3 separate regions of the Sus scrofa genome follow, and regions 2 and 3 are each linked to region 1. The links are chromatin contacts, called in public Hi-C and HiChIP or PLAC-seq maps. All regions are on one chromosome and are shown on one strand. Each heading gives the region's core, a stretch centred on a gene start, on an enhancer-like site or on the middle of the called end of the contact. The rest is flanking DNA. Distances are from core to core; before and after follow the strand shown.

Region 1 (2,922 bases), core at 373-2,872:
TACACCACAGCCACAGCAACATGGGATCCGAGCCGCGTCTGCAACCTACACCACAGCTCATGGCAACGCTGGATCCTTAACCCACTGAGCAAGGCCAGGGATCGAACCCGCATTTTCAGGGACACTAGTCGGATTTGTTACTGCTGAGCCACAGCAGGAACTCCCTAATTGCATTTTATAGGTGGGGAAACTAAGGCCCAGAGAGGACTGCCCATTAGCTAGTAGGCGACGGAGCTGGATTCTTACCACTGCACTTTGCTTCAGGTCTTATTTCTTAGTAGCAAGACCTTGCATCCCGGAGGCCTGGAACAATTCACCTCCGGTTTCCCGAACACAGCCCTCCCGCTCCTTTCCCATCCCATCGACCCCTCCTCCCGAAGCCCGCCCTCCGCTGGGCTCACTCCTCACCCTCCTCCCGCCTTGGTCTCCAGGTCTGGCTCCCCGCACTCACCGGGGGCCTCCTTAGGGCTGGTCCAGTGCCCAGCCTCTGTCATCAATCCCATGACCTGTTTGTTGGAGGCACCATCCCCACTTTATCCTTGGGGAAACTGAGTTCCAAGAGGTTAGCTCATTTCTCAAAGGTTCTGGATACCAGGGTTGTAGAGGGCTGGTTGGTGGCAATTTAGCAAATTCATCCATTCAACAAGTGTCGACCCTGGGCCAGGCACTTGGGCTGGGTGCCTTAAGGGCATAAAAACAACAGTTGGTGTACAGCCCGGGCCTCCCCCACCACACCCACAGGCCCATGCTCACGGGGGATGGAGGTGAAATTGAGATGGGCTTTGAAGGGGAAGGATGATTTGTCAAAAGAGAAAGGGGGGAACCATCTAGGGGAAAGGAACTGAGGTTAGCTTAGCCAGGGGGAGGGGGAGAACAAAGGCACAGCCGCCAAACACAGCCAGGCACATTGGGTGCTGGGATTCAGTTCCTTCCCATTCCTGGGCTGCCGCTTCGTCTCTGCCCCTGAGCTGTCCAGGGCGGGCAGGCGGATGGCTGTGTCAATCTTCCCAAATCGCTGGAGACAGCTTCTGCCCGGGGAGGAGGGTACAGGCTTCAGTCTGGATCCCGGGTACCACTTTTTCCAAACACGTGTCCGGAGCAAATCACCAAGACACTGGTGCCATTCGTCCCCACCCTTTCTGGCCTCCGGACAGCTCAGGAAGACCTGGAGTTCGCACCGCAGCGACGCTGTTCCCTCCTCATCCCTTCCTGTCCAGTTCAAACGTCACCTCCCCTGTGAAGCCTTCCCGGAAACTCCAGGAACCTCTCCTCCCTCTCCGCAGCTTCCAGAGCTTCCGCCTCCCCTGGTCTGAGACACCCCTGTGAGCAGAGCAAGGCTGGAGGATGTGTTTTCGCTAAACACGACTGAAGCCCCAATAGGTGCCCAGCGCCGAGGTGGGGGCTGGCGCGCTTCGGGCGCCGCGCGGTTGACCGCCCGCCGCTAGGAGCGGTGGACCAGCCTCGGCGGCGTTTTCCGCCCGCCCGCCCCCTTGCGGCGCCGCGCCGCGGCCCGAGAAACGCGAGGCCGCGCGATCGCTCGCCTGACCCCCGCCGCGCCAGGCCCCGCCCTCCCGCGCCCGCCCCAGCGCCGGCCCCTTTTGTTCCCTCCCGGAGCCGGGCCGCTCGCTCCGCTCCCGCTCAGCTCCGCTCGGCTCTGTCGCGGGGAGCGCAGGCGGCGTCCGGGGCTGCCTGGGTCAGCGCCTCCCGCCTTTCCGCCGCCGCCGCCGCTCGGCCCGCCCCACACGCGGCGCGAGGCCGGGGCCCGCCGCGCGAACGCGGAGTCTTCGGCGCCAGGAGGGGCTGCAGCCGGTGGGCAGCGGCGCGCCGGGAGGGGCCGCAGCATCCTCTGCCCCCGCGGCACCCGGGCCGGGAGAGGAGAGGGCCGGGCGCCCGGCCGCCCACTGCTCAGCCTGATGCTCGAGGGGCGAAGGTAGGAGCAGCCGGAGGGACCCCGAGGGAGGGGGCTCGCCGGGCAACAAAGGACCGGAGGATGGGGAGGCGGTGGCAGCCCGGGCCTGGTCCGAAGCGGGGTGGCCGGCCCGGAGGCGTTGTCGGGGCGTGGGAGAGGCCGAAGGGTCGGGGGCGGTGGGTGGGCGTGAGCGGGAGCTGGTCCTAGGGTGCACCCCCAACTTCCCTGTCGCCTGCAGGCGAGGAGGGGGCGTTGCTGGCGTTGGGGAACCCTTCTCTGGCTGCTGGTCCCCTCGGTGAAGGCATCACCCGCACGCTCTGTGCCCCCAGCGGGGGTTCGGCGCAAATGCTGAGGGGTTGCTTTCACCTGGCTCCCCTCTCCCAAGGGCAGCGCCGGGTGGCTGAACGTGCCATACGGCTCTGGGTTCCCAGGCGTGGGAGAGCCGATCCCAGTGGGCGCGGCCACTCGGTGCCCTTCTCCAGAGGGGTCTGGGGCGACACGAAGCCCCCGCCCCGCCGGTTGGGGTCGCCTGGCCGCCTGACCGATGCCCTTTGCGAAACTTGGTTAAAGTGCCTGGCAGAAGGAGCTAAGGGGGGACTGGGATGGGGCGGCTTCCCGCAGGGGTGGCCCCCCCCAAAGCTGGCGCTCGTGGCTGGTGAGGCAGCACATTTTCTGCCCTCCCCACAGGGAGGGGCCGTGGCCGCGCGCGCGGAGGATGCTTCACTTGGCCTCCAGGGCCCGCCCGTTGTTTGGGTCCTTCAGGCGGGGCTTGGGCAGGGCGGATGCCCACTGGGCACTGCCACGCAAGCTCCAGAGCCACCCTGGGAAGGATGGGCAAAAGGGACATTTTGGTTGGGGGGAGTCACACACCCAGCTGCGAATCCTCCAACCTCTGAGATGCCACCTTTCTCTTCCGGATGAAAAATGGGGGTCCGAGGTGAGGGGGCTGCCCTCACCCCTGTAAGATGCCCCAGCGACGAGTGGGGTGGCGGTAGCCTAGGGCCGCGGGCAGA
Region 2 (2,858 bases), core at 134-2,633, 79 kb after region 1:
TTAACCCACTGTGCCACAGCAGGAACTCCTGTATTATTTAATTTTTAATTAAACAAATATATTCTCTTTAAAAAAAAAAAAAAACTCAGGCGTTCCCTGGTGGCTCAGCAGCTTAAGGATCTGACATTGTCCCTGCTGTGGCTCTGGTTACTTTTGTGGCACAGGTTTGATCCCTGGCCAGGGGACTTCCCCATGCTGCTCATGTGACCAAAACCAAAAAAACTTCAAAACCATTCTGAGAAAGGCTAAGTTCTCTTGACTGTCCCGTCCCTGAACCCTGCCCCCTGTGATCAGATGGTTCCAGGCCTCACGTTTCTTCTCTGGCCCCTCCTGGCACAGATGCTGAGAAGCGCTGTCCCTTGGGGTAGCTAGTCTGTGGGCACTTGGCACCTTGTGGGGCATGGGAACAGAGGGGCCCAGGCTGACTGCAGCTGTTCTGTGTACCCCCACCCTCCTCCAGGAGCCTGAATGAATTGCGGGTGTTGCTGCTGGAGGCCAATCGCCACTCCCCGGGGCCTGAAAGGGATCTGAGCCGTGAGGTCCATAAGGCCGAGTGGCGGATCAAGGAGCAGAAACTCAAGGATGACATCCGGGGCCTGCGGGAAAAGCTGACCGGGCTGGTACGTGGAGAAGGGGGCGGCCTGAGAATGATGGAACGCTGGAACGGGGCCAGGGCTACCTGCTGTCAGGCCATGGAGGCTGGTGACCTCCTGGAGCCACCCCAGGGACAGCCAAGTCACAGTGAGGGTTCATAGTCCTCTAGAACTGCAGGCAGAGTCAGTGACATGGCTATTGGGGGGCCATGGTGGCCCTTTTACAGACATCATGGCTGGCTGTGGGGCCGTCTGGGTGATGCAATGCAAAGGAAGACTTCCTAAGAATCTGGCCAGTCCAGAGGCAGCACCAGCTTCCGTCAGATGGTGAGCTTGCCGTCCAGGGAAGTAATCAACCAGTAATGATGATTCATGCATCAGTCTCTGGAAGGAGAGAGGAACAGGGGCCTGACTGAGTGGAGTTCTCAGAGGTAGGGCCGGGGTAGGTGAGTGGTACTGGTTGCACAGGATGAAACCATCCCCGTGGTCAGTGTTCAGGATAAGCCTGTGGCCAGTTCCTGGGCCTGGCCAACTCCAGGGTGTGGACAGGATAGGGTCCGGAAGGACAGGCCTGCTGTCAGGAGAAGCTGCTCCGAAGCTCCTCACTGCCCTCCCGCCCAGCAACGTGGGTCCAGCCACACAGGAGGAGATGGAAGGAGAAGAGAGGCCTCCCGGGCAGGAGGGGACACAAGACCTGCCTGCAGCCGTGGGAGCAGGCTTGCACTGGCAAGGTTAAGGGAGAAGGGGCGTCACTCTGCTGCTCCCAGATCCTGGGGACCACGGGTCCGGATGCGCTGTGACCTTCCAGGTCTGGCCACCAGGGGGCGGGGGTGAATACAGAACCCTCTGTGGGCCTCATGGTGCTGTGAATCTGGGTGTAACTCGGAAGCCTGGGGCTGTGGGGATTTGGGAGTCCTGATTCCGAGGCTTCCCCAGAACCATGTGGAAGGGGCAGAGCTGCCCTGGCTGTCTGTCTCCATGGGCCACAAGCCGGTCGAGTTTACGTGTGACTGGCTGCCCCTTCCCCCAGGGCGGCCTGTCCCATGTCCCTGGTGAACTGTCCCCAGCACCACGGAGAACCAGGGATGGGCTTGGTAGTAAGAAACCTCCTGAAGTGAGGAAGGTTTGGACAGAGAGGGCGGGTTGGGTAGAGGGTCAGAGCAGAGCAGAAGGACCTGGAAGCATCAGCCTAAGGGAGGCAGTTCAGGGAGGGTTTGTGCCAGAGCGAGGAGGCTGGTGAGCCAGGAGGCAGTGCATCTCTGGGTAGCATGGTGGCGGGGTCAGCTGTGGCACCCCTGGAAGGGAAGGTAACAGGTGTCCTGTGGGTGGAGGAAGGGTTCAGGGAATTAGGCTCTGGGTCTAGTGGGGAAGAGGAGGGACTCCCATGAGACAGCATGGAGGGAGTGGGGGGCAGGGAGGGAATGCAAGAAGGAAAGAGAGGTTTCAGGACACGGAGAATGTGAAGCATCTGATGGAAGCTGGGAATTCAGGGCAGGGGGGCAAGGAAGATGCTTCATCGAGGACCCTCAGGTGAGGGAGGGAGGCCCGCGGGCCCTGGTGATGCTCAGGCCTGGCCAGAGATGAGATGGGACAGAGGAGTTCCCTGCCTACAGGAGAGTCTGCGCTCTGGCAACGCGAACATGTGCGCGCACGCACACGCGTACACGCATACATGTGCACGTGCACGCTCTTCCCCTCCCCTGCCGCGTCCAGGACAAAGAGAAGTCCCTGTCGGATCAGAGGCGCTACTCCCTTATTGACCCGTCCTCATCCTCGGCGCCTGAGGTCCTGCGGCTGCAGCACCAGCTCATGAGCACGGAGGATGCGCTGCGCAACGCGCTGGACCAGGCTCAGCAGGTGGAGAGGCTCGTGGAGGCCATGAGGAGCTGCCCCGACAAGCCCCAGGTGAGCTGCATCTCACCCAGGTCCGCGGGGAGAGACCCAGCCCTGCCCCCAGGAGTCTCAGCCGAAGGGGTGCATGGCTTTATCCTGAGGAGCTCAGACCAAGGGCAGAGATGCGGCTTCGCCCAGAGAGCCTAGGTTTTCTGGGGTCTGGGGACCCCCATTCTGAAGCGCTCTGCTCGGTTTGGAGCCAGAGATGGTCCCGTCGGGAAGACCCCGCCATCTAGTGGACGAACCAGGAAATGCTGCCCGGTGAACCTCACGCAGCGTCTTGCCCGTGACTCTTACAGGCCGTCGGCAATTCCGGTTCTGCAAACGGCATCCACCAGCAAGACAAGGCCCACAAGCAAGAGGTAAGGGGCA
Region 3 (3,143 bases), core at 441-2,940, 81 kb before region 1:
ATCCGGTGTTGCCGTGAGCTGTGGTGTAGGTTGCAGATGTGGTTCGGATCCCGTGTTGCTGTGGCTCTGGCGTAGGCAGGCAGCTACAGCTCCAATACGACCCCTAGTCTGGGAACCTCCATGTGCCGCCTGAGCGGCCCAAGAAGTGGCAGAAAGACCAGAAAAATAAATAAATAAATATAAGATAAAATAAAATTGAAGCGTCAGGGAGGCAGTACATGGAGTGGAGAGTGGTATTTACACGGTACTTGCTCCACAAACGCTAATAACTTTTTTTTTTTTTTTTTTGGCTTTTTTGGCTTTTCTAGGGCCGCTCCCGTGGTGTATGGAGGTTGCCAGGCTAGGGGTCGAATTGGAGCCGTAGCCACCAGCCTACGCCAGAGCCACAGCAACGTGGGATCCGAGCCGCATCTGCAACCTACACCACAGCTCACGGCAACGCCGGATCGTTAACCCACTGAGCAAGGCCAGGGATCGAACCCTCAACCTCATGGTTCCTAGTCAGATTCGTTAGCCGCTGAGCCACCCCGAGAACTCTGCTAATAACATTTCTGTTAGAGCATAGCATCTCTAATCAGACCGTAGCAAGACAGTTGTATTATGAATGTGTCAAACTTCAGCTTCAGGGCAGTAAGTGGACAGTCTGTTTCTGTGTGTGTCAGCACTGAGTATGAGGGAGGGCACTGGCTGAACTTCTCTCCTCCTACAAGGATAGGAGAGAACCATTACAGGAGGATGTTATATTTGGATTTGATTTTTCAGGGAAATGTATGTCGACATAGATTCTGTGTTTCTGTGGACATTTCTGTCATCCACAAGTAAGCACCTTTTTCATAGGTGATTTTTTTGGAATACACGTCATCATTTCGGAAGTAGTTGTATGCATTAGATAGGACTATTTCACCTGGGTGGTGTGGCTGAGTGGGAGATGTTTTCCTTGGCCCTCTGGGGCAGGAACAGGTGGTCAGACTTGAATCCTGTCTGTTTCCCTCCTAGGTCCCGTGGCAGTGCTGGTGGCCATGGTTCCCGTAGCCAGAAGGAGCTGCCCACAGAGCCCCCCTACACAGCCTATGTAGGAAATCTACCTTTTAATACGGTTCAGGGCGACATAGATGCTATCTTTAAGGATCTCAGCATAAGGAGTGTACGGCTAGTCAGAGACAAAGACACAGACAAATTTAAAGGTGAGTTTGGGGATTTTTTACTGTGCACTATTTTAGGCAGGGAAGGGTCTAAACCAAGAGGCTGTAATTGTGAAAGTGTTTCAAACATTTGCCTGATCCAGGCAGATAAAATAAGCTAGCCCTTTAACTCATAGGTCTTCAGTTCTGTTGCGGGTGGAGGGGACATGGTTTATACATAATCTAGCTTGTAGAATTAGGTAGCCTATAGCCAAGTAAATCTGGAGTTTGCCTGGCCTATATAGTAGCCTGTCTCTGCCAGAAAAGGAGTTACTGCACAATAAATGAATGGTTAAAACCCAGGACTTTTCAGGTGCATCGCACCTTGGCTGACACATGCATTTTCCTTGGTGGTGTTCCCATAATCTAGTTTATTATGGAGTCCAAAAGGGAACCTAGTGCACGTTGTCATTATACACTTGTGACTTCAGAGCCTGCGTGTGGGGAGGGGTTGACTCAAACTGCAGGTTAATCACGGGTAGAGAAGGGGTGAGAATGAGGAATCACATGGGCATTGTCATCGCTTGCAAGGCTTCCGGAACCAAAATGCCCTGTATTTCAGTGTGTGGTGCAAGATACAGGGCATTTGGTTTGCTTTATTACCCAGAAAGAAGTGTGTTCATGAAAAGTAGAGGGACTGGGGTGTACAAGAAGCATAGCTGCTGCTCATCAGAGTGGCTCTGTATATATTTTTGTCATTTTGAAAGCTTTCTGACTTAAGAACCTAAAGAAGGCCTTGTTATAGTAAGTGAGCAGACAGTGGAAACAAACATCAGTAAAGCTGGTAAAGGTAAGTCCCACTGCTGGGAAGCCTTAAGAACCAATTGTAAGGTAAAAATGTGTGGGTGAAGCTGCCTTTTGGGTTGGGTCGGTAGCAGCAGGTTTTAGAGTTTGTCTCATAGAAGGGCAGAGGTAGTTTCAGTAGCTCCAGGATGTGAGATGTGTGACTAGGCTGGTGTTGCCTCTTTGAACTTGGAAGTGGTTTTCTCACTTCCCTGAACAGTGAATGAATCCACTGAGGGGAATTGGCTTGATGGGGAGAGGGGAGCTCCACCTAAGTAGTATATTCCTTTTTTTTTTTTTTTTTTTTTTTTTTTTTTTTTTTTTTTTTGCTTTTCAGGGCCACAGCCATGGCATATGGAGGTTCCCGAGCTAGGGGTCAAATCGGAGCTGTACCTGCTGGCCTACCGTACAGCTTACAGCAATGCTGGATCCTTAACCCACTGAGCGAGGGCTGGGATCGAACTCACAACCTTATGGTTCCTAGCGGGATTCTTTTCCACTGCGCCATGACGGGAACTCCTATGCAGTATATTCTTTACATAAGCACATGGTGAACAAAAAAGTTTGGCCTCAGGCTTTTGAAGCACTTGCAGTTTAATGGGCTTTGAAGGTGAAGTGTCATCATCATACAGCATGGGGAGGGGTGGTAATAGAGGTGCAGTGAGCATACGGGGCAGAGGGAGTGTTTGACCCAGATGGCAAGGAAGGGGCATGGACACGAATGCTGAAGGTAGAAGGAAAGGCTTATTCCTTCAAGGTGAGAAAGAGGGCGGGGTTTCCTCTGTCTGGAGTTCTCTGCTTACAGGCCTCTGTCAGAATCTAGCATCAGGGACTCAGGTTGTCCGTAAAGCATGCTTGCATCTCCGTCCGCTCTCCTTAATTAATTGGCATCCCAAGGAAGATGCACTTGTTGCCAAGGGTATATGTTTTTTTATGCAGCTCCCTGAGTAGTGAGTATAGGTAGATTTAGCCTTTTCCTTCAAAGCATGTTTGGTATCGAATTTGCAGTCTGTGTCTTAAAGCCCCTCTTGGGTTATATTGAAGTCATTCAGAGTCAGAACTAACAGCTCTTCAGTGACCCAAGGAAGGCAGGTCACTGAAGACCTGTTATATTTAATTCATTAGTATAAAGACACAGCTGCCATTTCAGTGCCTACTTGATTAGCAGTTTCTGCTAGA

What was found. Hi-C and Micro-C count contacts between places; a contact is called where the count stands out from the background. HiChIP or PLAC-seq counts read pairs in DNA pulled down with a chosen protein or histone mark.
Region 2: a Hi-C map of alveolar macrophages shows a contact between it and region 1, with 1.9 times the contacts expected there. The contact joins the enhancer-like site here to the promoter of CLIP2 in region 1. A contact is called at or near these places in 1 of 5 promoter capture datasets (liver) and 6 of 47 Hi-C or Micro-C datasets (alveolar macrophages, brain, embryonic fibroblasts and 3 more).
Region 3: an H3K27ac HiChIP or PLAC-seq map of alveolar macrophages shows a contact between it and region 1. The contact joins the enhancer-like site here to the promoter of CLIP2 in region 1. A contact is called at or near these places in 1 of 5 promoter capture datasets (liver), 3 of 47 Hi-C or Micro-C datasets (blood, embryonic fibroblasts and heart right ventricle) and 2 of 2 datasets of contacts at active chromatin or transcription factors (alveolar macrophages and skeletal muscle).

What each region holds. Positions count from the first base shown.
Region 1 is chr3:11,417,824-11,420,745 of Sscrofa11.1, forward strand. CLIP2 (CAP-Gly domain-containing linker protein 2) reads left to right here and starts at 1,623. Exons shown (of 16, transcript XM_021086342.1): 1 at 1,623-1,930.
Region 2 is chr3:11,496,993-11,499,850 of Sscrofa11.1, forward strand. CLIP2 (CAP-Gly domain-containing linker protein 2) reads left to right here. Exons shown (of 16, transcript XM_021086342.1): 13 at 461-620; 14 at 2,307-2,498; 15 at 2,786-2,848. Among named protein-coding and RNA genes, the nearest start is that of GTF2IRD1, 40 kb to the right of the region's middle. Within about 2 kb of position 1,384, at least 7 of the 83 cell types and tissues checked have an H3K27ac peak or open chromatin away from gene starts, as enhancers often do. A contact at or near this core is called in alveolar macrophages, where this site is marked.
Region 3 is chr3:11,336,626-11,339,768 of Sscrofa11.1, forward strand. It overlaps EIF4H (eukaryotic translation initiation factor 4H), which reads left to right. Exons shown (of 6, transcript NM_001243448.1): 2 at 997-1,184. Among named protein-coding and RNA genes, the nearest start is that of LAT2, 16 kb to the right of the region's middle. Within about 2 kb of position 1,691, at least 1 of the 83 cell types and tissues checked has an H3K27ac peak or open chromatin away from gene starts, as enhancers often do. A contact at or near this core is called in alveolar macrophages, where this site is marked.